2 separate regions of the Rattus norvegicus genome follow, and region 2 is linked to region 1. Evidence: chromatin contacts called from public Hi-C data. All regions are on one chromosome and are shown on one strand. Each heading gives the region's core, a stretch centred on a gene start, on an enhancer-like site or on the middle of the called end of the contact. The rest is flanking DNA. Distances are from core to core; before and after follow the strand shown. Region 1 has its middle 62 kb from the start of Rpl28l3. Region 2 overlaps LOC102552091 (a long non-coding RNA gene).

Evidence for each region. Hi-C and Micro-C count contacts between places; a contact is called where the count stands out from the background.
Region 2: a Hi-C map of the A7r5 cell line shows a contact between it and region 1, with 1.9 times the contacts expected there. The contact joins two enhancer-like sites. A contact is called at or near these places in 2 of 12 Hi-C or Micro-C datasets (the A7r5 cell line and hepatocytes).

The regions. Positions count from the first base shown.
Region 1 is chr14:100,826,707-100,829,226 of GRCr8, reverse strand. No RefSeq gene overlaps it. Among named protein-coding and RNA genes, the nearest start is that of Rpl28l3, 62 kb to the right of the region's middle. Within about 2 kb of position 1,261, at least 61 of the 93 cell types and tissues checked have an H3K27ac peak or open chromatin away from gene starts, as enhancers often do. A contact at or near this core is called in the A7r5 cell line, where this site is marked.
Region 2 is chr14:100,947,847-100,950,366 of GRCr8, reverse strand. It overlaps LOC102552091 (a long non-coding RNA gene), which reads left to right. Exons shown (of 7, transcript XR_010057753.1): 3 at 1-2,520. Among named protein-coding and RNA genes, the nearest start is that of B3gnt2, 85 kb to the left of the region's middle. Within about 2 kb of position 1,261, at least 36 of the 93 cell types and tissues checked have an H3K27ac peak or open chromatin away from gene starts, as enhancers often do. A contact at or near this core is called in the A7r5 cell line, where this site is marked.

The DNA of each region.
Region 1 (2,520 bases), core at 12-2,511:
TTTTGTCCTGGGGCGGGGTGTGGGGTGCACATCTTCACTGAGGAGGCCACACAGATCAGTGTGTGCTGCATCCACGAAGTTCTTGGAAATACCGCAAGAATGTCGAGGCTTGCACAGAGCTCACTGGCATTGTCTTGTAACAGACTTGGTCCTGTCTTGTCATCCTCACGAGCCAGACTTTGTGCTATTAATTATCCAGATTTTACAGACTGGGGAGCGGAGATGACAGTTCCTGAGTTCATAAAGCTCTCAAATGGAAGCTGGGTTTCTAGCCTGCCCAAACAGTGAGAGACACAGTTAAGCAAGATAAGAAAGGTAAGTTCTCAGAAGAGCTAGCTGCAAGCCAGCTGGACTGTGCTCTTGTCTGGGGACAAGGGCATTTGAGCCCCCTCTCTCCACGGCACGGCACGGTGGCAGCCAGTCTCTGAGAGCCAGATGTCTTGACCTTTTTGAAGATGCAAAAGAGTAGAGCGGAGAGAGAAGGGTGTTCATTTCAGCCCAGAGATAGCTGGGGTAGAGACGGCAGCAGAATGAGGACTTTATATTATTTATTACGATGAAGAATGGCAGGCCTGTGTCTAAGCCATAAATACCCTCCTTTGATCTGTGCACATCAGAGCTAAGTGAGTCACTCTCCGGCCTCGGGAATTGATGACTGCCCTAATCATCACCCTGAATGACCTTCTAGCTTGAACACTGCTCATGCTCCCCGAAGCTTGACTGTGTCAGGGTTAGACTGGGTCTTGGAAGAGGGGAAGTGAGCCTGAAGTGGGGGGAGCACCCATAATTCCTGGGGGTGTGGTTTATTTTCCTTTCCCAACCTCTGTTTGGAGATGGTTACTGGTTCCCATTCCTGAGGCCAGCAAACAGCTAGAACCAGACCACCGCCTTCAAACCCAAGCACTAAGACCCGGGAAAGGGAAGCCCCCAGCTGTTAGCACAGTCTCTGACGCTCCTTTTGTCCTCTTGTTTTAGTAATCTTGCTCCATCCCTGGGAATTTGTTCCCCAACCACAAAATATCATCAGCGCCACCCACAGTCTCAAAGGTGTCACACGATTTTTTTTTAGGCCAAAGGCCATGGAACCCCAAGGGGAGACCCCTCTGTTGATAGTTTCTCAGCGTCAGACCCAAGGGTAGGAAGGGGCTGCAGAGATGGGTCTATATTAGGGATTCAAGGTGGATGTCGGGGCAGGGGAGGGAGCCGATCCCTGACGTTCCTGTGCGTGCTGCTTTTCAGGCTGGGAGCAGCAGGGCTCTGGGCTTTGAGCCAGAGAGAAGACAGACCTAATGGATCCTGTCAGATGTCTTGTGCAACGCATCCTGCTTGGCGTCTTCTCTTTCGGAACTTCTGGAAAGGCTTATTTTTATAGCGTTCCTTAACGTTAAGTGTACTGGAGGAAAGAGAGGAGGAGAGAAGGAGGAAGGAAGAAAGAAGGAGGAAGGAAGAGAGGAGGAGGAGGGGAAGGAGGGCTGACGAATGAGTATTTTCTGATACCAGACTGCTTTCCAGAGAAAATACACTGAGCAATGGTGCCATCCTGTGGCGCCACGTAGGAATTGCAACCCCCATGTGGTGTACTGGCCTATTTTAACTGAAGGTATAAGGAAGCAAGCAGTTCTTGCTTCTACATTAGGCGATTATAACTCCATTCTTGGTATATTCTTCCACATAATTATCTCAGGGAAATAACTAGGGTTTGGTGCTTGAGTTAGCCTTAAACGTAAGATTCATTCACACATTCAGTAAATATTTACTAGAATTTAACGTGAAAGCATTTTCCTAAGACCCTGGAACCCAACTGTAAGTAAAAATACACATTCTTGCACTTGGTGTTTTAGCTGGAGGGACAAGTATTCTTACCAGAGTTGTTTGGGTCACAGCTTGGCAGTCCAGCAACTTAGGCGTGGTCACCCCCCTCCACAGGCCAATCAGAGCCTCGAATAACAGCAAGAAGCAGATAGAGAAAGATGTATTCAGTGTGGACACACCAGGAAGAGAAACACAGAGCTCCCATAGCTCCCAAGCGCACTGTGGGGTCCTGACATGAAGTTCAGGCTTAGTAAGAGGACCAGCAGCACGCACTCCGCACTTCGGAGCAGTCCTCAGCAATGTGTGGCCCCGCCCTTCACCGCTCCCATCTGTCAAGAGATGTGTGAACCGGCATTCTGGGACCCAAGTTCCCTTCGGCCTTCATCCTTTCTTTCTCTCAGCATGACAATTTTGGGGGATTCCAATTTCCTGGGGGGGGTGTCATCATTTCACTATGTTAGATAGGGGTGAGGTGGGGTAGAAATGTCTAGAAGAGCTTCACCGTCAGGGGCTGGAGATGTAACTTAGCTTGCAGAGTGCTTGCGTGGCATGCAGGAGGCCCCGGGTTCAACCCTGAAGACTGCAGAAACTACGAACTGTGTCCTAGCACGTGCCCAGAATCCCAGCACCTTGGTGTTGGAGGCAAAACCATCAGAGAAGTTGAAGGTCTTCTTCAACTAGGGAGTTTGAGGTGGGCTTGGGATGCAT
Region 2 (2,520 bases), core at 12-2,511, 120 kb before region 1:
CACATGCACAGGCACACACAAACACACAGACAGACACATGCACAGGCACACACAAACACACAGACAGACAGACACATGCACAGGCACACACAAACACACAGACAGACACATGCACAGGCACACGCAAACACATACAGACAGACACATGCACAGGCACACACAAACACACAGACAGACACATGCACAGGCACACACAAACACACAGACAGACACATGCACAGGCACACACAAACACACATACAGACAGACACATGCACAGGCACACACAAACACACAGACAGACACATGCACAGGCACACACAAACACACAGACAGACAGACACATGCACAGGCACACACAAACACACAGACAGACAGACACATGCACAGGCACACACAAACACACATACAGACAGACACATGCACAGGCACACACAAACACGCAGACAGACATACACAAACACTCACATAACAGAGACATACACATACACAGACACAGACACACACAGACACAGATATACAGATGCATGCACACACACAGACACACATACACAGATACACACACAGACACACAGAGACACACAGACTGACATACACAGACACGCACAGGCACACACACATATACACAGAGTAAATATTAGTAATTAATATCAGAATAAAAGCCTGTGTTTGCTGGGGCTAGGGCTATCAAGGAAAGTGGAACAGAAATGGCCGGACAGCTCTAAAACCACCATACTTTGTGAACTTAGAGTTATTCAGTAAATTCTGATGTTGTAGAAAGACACACACACATCCGCCTATGTGGCTGACAGCCGAGTTAATGGGAGGAGGTGTTGGGGTTGATGCATGGGCCCTGGCAGCCCTTACAAACCAGGGCCCCTGTCCTCAATACTCCAGTTAAGGGGACAGTAAAAGTGAAAATCAGAAACGGGATTTATTCAATGTAGCTGCATTGGGAAGAGAATTGACTAAAGACACCCAGTGCCCCCCCCCCCCCCAGATCCCCTGTCTGTCTCCTGACTCGAGGTTTGAGTTTAAACAGACGTGCACCACTGGCCAAGGTGGGTCCCTGCTCATCATTGACCCATCTTTGTCTCTGATCATGGTCTCTCCAGCGAGGCAGTTTGATGAGCTCTCAGAAGTATGTGAAATCTTTCCAAGACCCGAGCTCCCAAGAGACTCCTGGGAAATTCCATTCCATGGGGTCCATTGTCTCCGTGGGCCAATAACAAGAGGAAAGGCACACGCTCTGTCTAGAACCACTTCCTGTTGCCGGGGAAGCACAGGATTCCTGCTATGCCTCAGGAATGTTCTTTGGAGGCAGATGCCCTACTAGGGAGTGGAGGAGGAGGATTTAATGGGTGGTGTGACTCTTTTGTTATTTTCATTTGAGTGCTGATATGTAGTTTGCTTAACTATATCCTAAAGGCTTCCATGGTAAAGGCTTAGTCCCCAGCAAGCTTCAGTCTGGGGATAGGAGAAACCATTTGAGGCAGTGTCTCACTATGGAGGAGCCTAATGGCTTTGAAGCTGCAGTTCTCCTGGGAGGCAAGCATGCACCAGCGCACCCAGCAGATGGTGGAAACTTTAGGAGGTGGGGTCTAGAGGGCATGTCTTCACATCTTTGGGGGGCATGCCCTTAAGGGGCTAGCGGGAGTCCGGCCCCTTCTTGATGTTCTTTGCTTCCTGGTTTTGAAATGAGCCAAGTAGAGCATCCCCAGTCACCCAGCAACCGTGCCACAAATGGTGTCCTGGAATCTAAAGAACTCTCCTGTTAGAAGTCTCAGACATTTCTATTGTGATAGAAAGATGACTATATTTTCCAAAGTCCCTTTTACGAAGCAATCACTACTTGATTAAAAAGAGCCCTGAACTTGAAAGCTTCATTTCTTGTACCAACAGCGCTGTGCTATTGCTGGGATGCAGCCCTTTTGGTCTGGTGGCAGTGAGGCAACTCCAGGGACATTTCCTTTCTGAGCACCATTTTCCCATCAGCTGTTGAGGCCACATGGGGTCAGTTCCTATATCGCTGCCGTTTTCTTTGCAGTTCCCAGATGGGAAGGAAGTCTCATCTTCCTACCGCCCCGGGGAGCCACAAGGTCTTAGTAGGAAGTCAGCAGCGTAGGAGAAAGATTTGTGAGGGGGAGGGGGGAAGGTAGACTCTCCCACGCAGCTTCACACAAACCACAGAGCCACTGTGAGCCTCAGTGTCTTCATTTGTAAAATAAACGCAACAAGCACAACAACTTCTAGGGGTTTTTGTTTCTTTGTTTCATTTGAGGACCAAATGTAATATTTTCCTTAAAAGCGTTTGTGAGCTGGGAAGAGTCATGAATATTCATCTCAGAAAGCACTTAGGTTTGGGAGAGGATCGGGTAGGGGCAGGGGACTGGGTAATTTTCGATATTCATAATTTGGGCTCCAAATTGGAAATTTTAAAGATCTCTGTGTTTTGCCACCAGCCTCTAGTGAAAGTTCACTGTGTGGTTGTGGTTACAGGTGCAGGCTGCCACTGTGATCATAGTCCTTGGGGACGGATGG